3 separate regions of the Sus scrofa genome follow, and regions 1 and 3 are each linked to region 2. Evidence: chromatin contacts called from public HiChIP or PLAC-seq data. All regions are on one chromosome and are shown on one strand. Each heading gives the region's core, a stretch centred on a gene start, on an enhancer-like site or on the middle of the called end of the contact. The rest is flanking DNA. Distances are from core to core; before and after follow the strand shown.

Region 1 (3,156 bases), core at 614-3,113, 130 kb before region 2:
GAGCAGACTATCCAGCCAGGGTGGCACAACACAGCAGCAACAGCAGAGTGATGCCCCAGTGAGGTGCAAGATGGCCTGCCAGCTGCCCTCTGGGGTCCTATATGGGTACTCAGGCTCAGTAGGGGCTTGCTGTGTGGGTCTGGGAGGCACAGGAACTGGGGCAGAGCCCCTAAGGAGGAAAGGGGTTTATGTGGGTGGAGAGATGGGCAAGGGTTGAGCAGGCAGAGAACAAGGCACTGAAGCAGGAAGATGGGGTGGAGGGAGGGGAGTGTTTGTGAAGGACCCAGGGGGGCTCCTGACCAGCAGGCTGAACAGTGAGCTAAGGCTGGGAAGGGGAGGAGAGGGAAGTCGGAGGTGGCGGAGGCTCCCAGTGGGCAACTTCCACTCAAGGATTTCAACCCATTCCTATAAGAGAAGGGTTACTCGTAAAGGCCTGTCAACTTGGAGTATCCATTATTAAAATTAATTTATGCCAGTGTGTAAACTGGACTGTCAAGGAAAAGGTGAAAAAACAGGGAATTTTTATTATTTTATTTTTATTTATTTACTTGATCTTTTTAGGGCCACATCTGCGGCGTATGGCAGTTCCCAGGTTAGGGGTTGAATTAGAGCTGCGGCTGAGGCCTACACCACAGCCAGAGCAACAGTGGATCTATGTCGCATTTGAGACCTACACTATAGTGTGCAGCAACACTGGCTACTTAACCCACTGAGTGGGGCCAGGAATCGAACCCACATCTTCATGGCTATTAGTCACATTCTTAACTGGCTGAGCCTCAGTGGGAACTCCCTGAATTTTTACATTTTATACACACACAGCCCTTTTTATTACAAAACATATATAGTCTACTTAACCCCACTTTAAAGGGCTTGGGCATTATTTTGACTCTTGCAATCAATTAAAAAGGTTTAAAACAGCTGTGTTTTTACTTTTCTGACATATTATGGTCATATCTAGAATTCATGTGATGTTAAATCAAGAATAAAACTTTTAATTACATCGCTGTTCCTATGGTAAAATATAATCTATTTCAAGGCAATTCACTTTGTCATAAACTTTCCTTGAATAAAACTTGATAAAAAGCAGAGACCCACTGCATATGACAATAATTAAATCTATACTCAACAAGTACAAAAGAGTGACTGTAGGGATAGGTAATTTAGAACAACAACAACAAAAAAAAACCAATCTGAAACATGTTAGGAAATCATACTGAGGTTTGTTATCCATAATCTCCTGAGATATGGATTGTGGTATATATTTAAGAAAAAAAAAAAAACTAGTAAGTACCCAAATTATGAAATGAATTGTATTTTCAAAAAACAGGTTAAAATTCCAAGATCAGGGTATCAGCAGGTTTGATTTCTCCCAAGGCCTCTCACCTCAGCTTGCAGATGGCCGCCGTCTCGCTGTGACCTCATGTGGCTTTTCCTCCAGTCCTATACGCTCCTGGTGTCTCTCTCTTCCTCTTCTTATCTTATGAGATCCCTACCCTTAAGACCTCATTTAGCCTTAATCACCTCCTTAAAGGCCCCATCTCCAAGCACAGTCACAGTCTGAGGTGCTGGGGATTAGGACTTCAAGGTGAATGATGGGGTGTGCACGATTCAGCCCATAAGAGCCAGGGTTGTCCACCCAGACGGGGATATGAGAGTGGGGCAGGAAGGATCTGTTAGTGTATTCACACACTGAGCCTCGGCCACAGCCCAAGCTCAGGGCCAAGGGCACTCAGGAGTCTGAATCCCAGCGCCTGGCTCCTGCTACTGCAAACAAGCATTCCTCTGAAGCCTGGTTGCTTACTTGGAGGTATTGGTAAATATACCAATTTGGGGAAAGGGAAGTGAGCCTTTCCTCTGCCCCAGCACCCTGTTGCAGAAAAAGCATGTGATGGAAAAACCCATCTGGGCTGGGGACAGCGTGAGGGCAAGCGAGCTCTGGGACTGCGAGCTGATTTATGTTGTGCTTGGTGCCTGGAGTGACTCCTGGGCGATCTGGAGCTTGACATTGTTAAGGACAGGTTTTCGTGATGACTTCAAAAAATAGAGTGACTGTAAATAAGAGGGTATTTGCCTGTTTTTAATTTTATGCAGCTCGTTATATCATGGTCAAATGAAAACCTTGGTATTTGGGGCAGGAAGCGTGTGGCCAGCGGCAGGATGGTGCGGGGTGGTGGAGCTGGTGGTGGGGGTGGACTTCAGGCAGGGCTGTGACACCACATGAAAGTCCTTCCAGGGTCTCACAGGAGGGAGGCACACAGAGGGATCTTTAGGAATCAACACAGGTGACTTCTTCTTCCCAACAAAGTTCCCTGTTCTATATACACCTTCATCTGCCGGTCAATGAAGAGATAGGAACAGCGGTGCGGGGGCTGGGAGCGTGACTGACACATGGAGACAGACGCAGAGGGCTGGGCAGCCTTCTGGGTACAGGAGACACACTGCCCTGGGCTCTGCGGCCCTGGGTCATGATGTGAGATGGACCCAAGGCCTTGACATCCCTGAGGCCAGACTGTCCTACTCAGGCAAAGCTCTAAGCAGATCTCTGGATGGGTCAGGAAAAGGCAAGGAGCTTTCCCAAGTTGCTCCACACCTGGCCGGAAAAAGCAGTCACCCACAACTTGAACGGCAAAAAATTTAGAGTCTTAGTACATAATCTGTGTTCCAGTTGAAAGAGCTTTGCACATCACATGTTTTCCTGTAATAACATCCCACTGGAAGCCTAGCCTCTATTTGAAAAACTACAAAGTGAAAAATGTGTAACAGAGAAATCGTTAGAATGGTCTTCTGGCGCAAAGGATGGGTTTGGATCAGGTGACCTGGGTTTAAGTCCAGGCTCTGACACACACTGGTGGTGTGACCTTGGACAGGTGAGGTAACCTGTCTGTGAGTGATGACAGCAGGTACCTCCTGGCAGTGTGGTGAGAAACATACAAGGGCTGGGGTCAGTGAAAGGCACACAGGACAAAGAGAGCTTGTGATCATGATGACTGAACAAAGGTTCTTTTGGAAATTTCACTGGGTTAGGGGAGAGAGAGAGAGCGAGGCTGTGTACACCTACCTGTGAATGGGACCGAGCAAAGCAAAGGCAAACCAGTTCTTATGAAACACTGCTGTAAACACTATATAATATTAAAACATCTCTTTCTAAGTGTGGGC
Region 2 (3,207 bases), core at 607-3,106:
CTAACCAATACACTGTGATCGTCTATGTGGGGAAAGTATCTGAAAGAGAATGGAGGGGTGTACATGTATCACTGAATCACTTTGCTGTACAGCAGAAATGATCACAAACTTGTAAATCCACTCTACTTCAACAAAGCTTTAAAATAAACTCAAACAAAAAATAACGCCACTATCTCCACTGGTGTTCATCCTTCCCTCTCACTCCCAACCCAATTTTATGATCGTTATTATTTATACTCTGAAAATCTGGGAATCAAAAATGCTTTTGTTGTTGGTCTGCTCTGAAAGACGACAGAGTTCCCTTCCCTCGGAGTATAACCTAGTAAAGAAAGAGAATATGCATAATTGAAGTGAGTTTTTAAAATGGGTTCTTCTTTATCACTCTTGGACAGTTAAAATTGCCATGCTTGAGGAAGAAAATGCAAAGTGGCCCCACAGCGCATTACGGAGGACACTTGACATACGCATTCAATCCAAGCCTGATGAAAATTTGCATAATTCTTCTTCTCCTTATTTATTCTAAAATAATTGAAAAGCAGTGGTCTTGAAGACAGAAATTTTTGAAAAGCAATATTTCACGCATAGGTTTAAAAGGAATCAGCCCATTTGTTCAATAATGAAAAAAATCATTATTTTCACATTCCCACCTAATGTCTTCTGTTTTCTTCCATCCTCATTTAGCTCAACTGGGAATTAGGCACATCTTAGTTATGCTAAAAAAACACACAAAAAACTAATATCATGAAATAGTAGTATCTTTCATCAACAATAGGACTTACTCTACAGAAAAGACCCTGACTATGTCAGGTGTGGCTTAGATTTGTTTTTTGTTTGTTTGTTTGGGGCTGCACTTGCAGCACATGGAGGTCCCCAGGCCAGGGGTCTAATCTGAGCTGTAGCTGCCGGCCTACACCACAGCCACAGCAACCCCAGATCGGAGCCGCATCTGCAACCTACACCACAGCTCATGGCAATGCCGGATCCTTAACCCACTGAGCGAGGCCAGGGATCGAACATGTGTCCTCATGGATGCTAGTCAGATTCGGTTCCACCGAGCCACAACAGGAACTGCCAGATTTGTATTGGACCTTCATTTCTTTTCCTTCCCCATTTTTGGCACAATGTATAGGTTTGAGCACACTGGAATCCGGAGTTCTCTTTCTGTGTATACGTATTTTTTCCTTTACTATCTTCTATAAAAGGAGCCTGCTATTGATTGCAGCTGACTGTGCCGCTTGAGTTGATATCCAAGCGACGCTAACCCAGATAGGGATTAGCATGACATCAGCCGTCAGGCGAGGGAGCCTGGCGGAGCGCCAGCCTGTAAAAACGGAACACGTTTGCGTCACCGTTCCCTTGGTAATGCTTCTTGGAGCCTTGTCAGCTGTCCCCTGAGGTTGTTTCCTTAATATGTCAACAGACATTCCTGAATCTTTAATGCTGAATAGCTCTTTTCCTTTTCCAAAAACACTTAGGTGACCAAGCAGCTGGGACATTCTGTTGGCGTGATCTTTTAAAATGCAATTTCTTTCATGAAATAGGTGTTTTGTTCGAAACATTCTAGGGGATTTAAAGAGGTTTCGATTTCTGCTTCTCGGTGTTAGAAGACCTGTTTTTTGAACAAACGGGGCAGCTGGTTTCAGGCTGGGCGCTGCTTCTCTGCTTTTATCTTCTTTGGGAAAAGCCCTGATTCCCTCTGCAGCTTCTCCAAACCATCCAATTATCCTGTTCCAGTGTGACATTTCACAGGGCACAGTGGCTGGTTGAAAGACCCGGCTGGAATTTGCCCCCATGTATGATTCGCCCTCTGACCTTGCTCTGAGAAAGTCTGCGGGTGAGACGGAAGAACACGTGGGCAGTGACCTTGAGTGTTGTTCCCTCCTTACCCCCAGCCACAGATAAGAAAGATTTGTCACCCGTTACCCACGTGATAGCTATTTCCTCATTTTCCCGAGGTCTTTATTTGCTGTTCTGGTAACTTGATCTCCACTTTCATCTTGAAATCTTTTACTTTGAAGAGTCCCATAGCCAAAGCTAACATCCCTTCCTTCTCTTTCCGAAAGTAAACATAGCTCCTTGAAGTTGAGTGACTTCCCACTGCACAATAACCTTCCAGACTGTTGTGCAGTTGCTATAGCAGTTAATCTCCGTCAATAGTTCGAACATCGTAAATTTGGAGAGAAGTCATTTGGTGTGGGGTTGGGGGGTAGGGTGGGAGGTAGGTTATGAAATTAAATTAATCGCAAGTGACTTTGAGGGAGGATTTGGGGGGGAAGCCACTTCTGCCTGCCTGAGCATCAGACCCAATGCAGAGGGGCGCCTTTCACCACCAGCTGGTGGGGGGTCGCGGGTTTTTTCCGGCGGAAATACGCCAAGAGCACTGAGAGTCTGCTGCCCCGGGCTCTGCCTCTGGGCGGGGGCTGCTAAGAGCTCTGCTTCCTCCTCTGCCAGCTGACGGAACAATCCCCCTTCTGTCCTGCCGTTCCTGTTCCCTTGGTGTCCGGCCTCCTGGGAGCCCCGCCATCATCCCCACTGAAGAAGGTCCCCGCTGGTTCACCGGAGGAGAAGGGAATTGGGGCTGCCCAGAAGGGGAGAGGTGTAGAATCCCTGGGTTTTAGAACTGAAAAGAATTTTTAGAGACTTAGTGAAACCCAAGATCATCATTTGTTTTAAGAATGAGAAATCCGAGGCCCAGAGAAGCTGAATGAGTTTGCTGGTGTGGCCAAGTTGGTGTCAGGCCTAGGAGGAGAATAGGTCTCTCTCCCTGGCCTGAGCCTATCTCAGCATAGCTGCCTGCTCTCCTTCAGGGGAAGGGCCAGGTGGGGCAGAAGCTGGTCTTCTTTGTGCGGTCAGTGCGCTTTCCAGTGGAGTGTGATGCTCGAGGACCACTGAGACTGTGGGCAGCCTGGTTCTGAGCATAAGGATGAAGTTCAACTCAGGAGAGGAGGGGGAGGGGCACCTGGACACATCTCACTTCTCCTGGCTTTGCTGGGTGCCCACAGGAGAGCCTGTCTGCCCTCCACCTGGACTGGCCCGGCACGCAAGACCCAGACTGCACTTATCCCCTGGCAGGACTGGAGAGGCAGCACAGGAAGCCCAGCGGTCACTGCGGGGCCAAAGGCAGAGAACCTGAACAGCTCTGGGGCAGCCTTGAACTAGACTCTTGCTCCTTTAGCCTTGGGAACCAAGAGGGAAAATAACATAGAC
Region 3 (2,960 bases), core at 443-2,942, 210 kb before region 2:
TTTGCCATGAAGTGTAATGAGAAAGATGAAAGACATTCCCAAGTTGGTGCTAAGTGTCAAGGAGAGCAAGCTGGTAACTGCACTCCAGGCATGGAGCTTCCGAGCAGCCTGCAGGGCAGTGCCCTGCCCTGGGGAACATGCAGAGACCCCAGCCCCACATCTCCATTGCCTCAACCTTATAGCCCAGGACTCCTCCTCCCTCCCCTGCCCCCCGAGTTAGAACATCAAGTTCCAGCCCTGTCATGCCATCTCTCTCTCTCACCAATCCTCTCAGGCCCGCACCCCACCTTCCTGCTGGCTTTGAAAAATGAGTACCCAGCATTTATACCTGCTTCTCATTTGGAAGGAAGGAAGGACATGGGAGGAAAGCCTATTGAGATCTGGGATGATCGTGGAATAGGAGCAGAGCTTCAAAGGAGTGACACGGATGTGGCAGGGAGAGGGAAAGCATTTGGGGGGGGGTGTTGCTGAGTGGCTAGGGGTGATCTCTGGGGGTCCTGGAGAGCTGCAGGCCCTGGACAGTGAGAGGCATTTGTTTTAGGGGGGATTGCCTTTCAGGGTCAGTGACCTCTCTCTCTGTGCTGCTCTGTCCAGCCCCAGGCACAGAGCGGGTGCAGTTGTGTTTCAGGTTATGCTAATGCATACGGCTCTGGACAGGACTCAGGGCAGAGCTCAGGATGCAAGATGAGGGGTCCCATGCCCTGGACGGCCCTCTGCAGGCTTTGTGTCCTGAAGCAGTCTCACCCTGGAATTGGGATTCCTAATCTGAGCCTGGACAACTTTCTTCTCTTAGCTCTAGCTCTGTCCTTGGCGAGCTTTAGCCTCGGTAGATTAGAACCCAAAGTGGGTCACTCCTGCACCGCCCCCCAGCCCCCACCCCTCAGCCATGCTAGCAAGAGCTGAAAATTAGTGATGGGGGCATTGCTGCAGGGGAACTCGGAATTGTGGGTAGATGTGCTCTTTGGAGCACAGTTTGCAAAACGCTTGCATCCCTGTTGTTGGCATGCCCTCCAAGCCAGCCGAAATCTCAGTCCCTCATCAGAAACAGACATCTGACTCGTGCAGATGATCCAAACAAACAAAATCAGCGCCACCTCCTTTGCAGAGCTTTCTCCTTGAGTTCGTTCTCAGCCGGCCAGAACCCTCCCCAGCTGGGCACATGGAAGTCCCTCCCCTGGCCCACCCCCAGGTCTCAGCCTCCTTCTGCTCTGTGTGGTTGACATGGCAAGTCCCCTTCTTCTGGGTCATCTCAGTCTCCAGAGACTGGCCCAACACCAGGGCCATCACCTTTGGGATACCCAGTTTCTTGCCATCAATGACAACGATGAAGAGGCTGAGAAGTCTCTGGGGGAGATGGACGGCAGGCCCGCCTGACACCTGAGGAGGCAGCAGGGAGGCATGAGAGCTGGTCCCACCTAGCCCAGAAGGACCCTTTCCGGACATGCAGACTGCAGCTCTGAGGCAGCTCCTGGCAAGGCTGAATTAGGTCATCGCCCTTCCCAGCGGTGTCTGAGGAAGTTGGAGCCTTAGGGGTTACCTTCCAAAATCTGAAATTATTTCAGAAGATAGTTAAAATGTTTACCTATTTACAGCATGTGTGTTCCAACAGTTTAGCCCCCAGATGGCATGGCTCATCAGTTACAAAAGGAAGTTGGTCGTGGTTAATCGCTTTGTCCATGACTCACACATGGCAGGACTGACTGGGGAAGCCTGGGGGTGAATAACTTACTACCAGTGTGGGAGTTCCCATTGTGGCTCAGCAGTAATGAACCCAACTAGCATCCATGAGGATGCAGGTTTGATCCCTGGCCTCGCTCAGTGGGCTAAGGATCCAGCTTTGCTGTGGCTGTGGTGTAGGCTGGCAGCTGCAGGTCCAATTCAACCCCTAGTCTGGGAACTTCTCTATGCCTTGCATACAGCCCTAAAAAACAAAACAAAACAAAAAAACAAACAAAGCGCCAGTGTGGTCCACCACCAAAAGAAGGAAAGAAAGTGAGTGGGACAAGTTCACCAACATTTTCTGATCACCTGCTCTGTGCTAGGGCGGGTCACTCCTTTTCGTACTGTGTTTAATTCACACTGCTACTGTCTGGGGTGGGAGGACTTTGCTGGTTTTACAAACCAGATGAAGGAATAGATGCAGAGGGGTGTCACGGAGCAGAGCCCTGTCCTTCAGGACTAGCAGAGGGGAGGAAGGAAGGGGGCCCACCGGAAAGATGAAGGGAGAGGACAGGCTGGACACGTGGCTGGAAATCTTTGAGGGAGGCAATCGCGCTCCTGCTCCCACGGGAGGCCCGCCATTGGATCCGCAGCCTAGAGGGGATGCTGCTCGGGGTCAAGACTATGCATGAAGGGCAGGGTCTGCTGAAAGTTTTGAAGTTCTGGACCATTCCCCACAGCAGCCATCTTCCGTTTGCTGGGCGTTTCCCGCTGCTGTGCCTTCCAGCTTCCCTCTGCCATGGGCAAAGCTTTTCTGCTATTTTACCTCGGACTGAATGCAAGGGAGGTTTAGAACCTTCCAGAAAAAGATCTTTGGGGTACACTGGAGAGCCTAGCAGGAGAAGCTTTGGAATTAGACCAACTCAGGTCCTGGCCTTGCTGCTGACTCTGTGACATGGAGGTCAAGTGACTCAATCTCTCCAAGCCTGCAGTTTTCTCAGTCATAAAAGGAGGGTGATAATAGTATTTACCTCCCTCACAGTGCTGTTTCAAGGACAAAATAAAACACTTAACACCAAATCTGGCATATATTAAACCCTCAATGCCCATTGGCTTTTACTATTTTCAGTATGTCCCGATTAAATGGCCTTGATCTGAAGAATGCCACATCAATAAAGGTTCTATAAGAGCAGCCCTGGCTTGGGATTGTTTGGTCACATGTCCCCGGATCTGCTGAGGTGGGTATGAGGCCCTGTCCGTGAACAGTCTCCCCATAACCCGTGTGGGGGTGGGGGTGGGGG

The links. HiChIP or PLAC-seq counts read pairs in DNA pulled down with a chosen protein or histone mark.
Region 1: an H3K27ac HiChIP or PLAC-seq map of alveolar macrophages shows a contact between it and region 2. The contact joins two enhancer-like sites. A contact is called at or near these places in 1 of 47 Hi-C or Micro-C datasets (epiblast stem cells) and 1 of 2 datasets of contacts at active chromatin or transcription factors (alveolar macrophages).
Region 3: a contact with region 2 is called in an H3K27ac HiChIP or PLAC-seq map of alveolar macrophages. The contact joins two enhancer-like sites. A contact is called at or near these places in 1 of 47 Hi-C or Micro-C datasets (embryonic fibroblasts) and 2 of 2 datasets of contacts at active chromatin or transcription factors (alveolar macrophages and skeletal muscle).

What each region holds. Positions count from the first base shown.
Region 1 is chr14:56,493,273-56,496,428 of Sscrofa11.1, forward strand. All of the region lies in intron 4 of LOC102158473 (a long non-coding RNA gene), which reads right to left. Among named protein-coding and RNA genes, the nearest start is that of IRF2BP2, 51 kb to the right of the region's middle. Within about 2 kb of position 1,864, at least 11 of the 83 cell types and tissues checked have an H3K27ac peak or open chromatin away from gene starts, as enhancers often do. A contact at or near this core is called in alveolar macrophages, where this site is marked.
Region 2 is chr14:56,622,180-56,625,386 of Sscrofa11.1, forward strand. No RefSeq gene overlaps it. Among named protein-coding and RNA genes, the nearest start is that of TARBP1, 46 kb to the right of the region's middle. Within about 2 kb of position 1,857, at least 70 of the 83 cell types and tissues checked have an H3K27ac peak or open chromatin away from gene starts, as enhancers often do. A contact at or near this core is called in alveolar macrophages, where this site is marked.
Region 3 is chr14:56,410,964-56,413,923 of Sscrofa11.1, forward strand. No RefSeq gene overlaps it. Among named protein-coding and RNA genes, the nearest start is that of IRF2BP2, 130 kb to the right of the region's middle. Within about 2 kb of position 1,693, at least 3 of the 83 cell types and tissues checked have an H3K27ac peak or open chromatin away from gene starts, as enhancers often do. A contact at or near this core is called in alveolar macrophages, where this site is marked.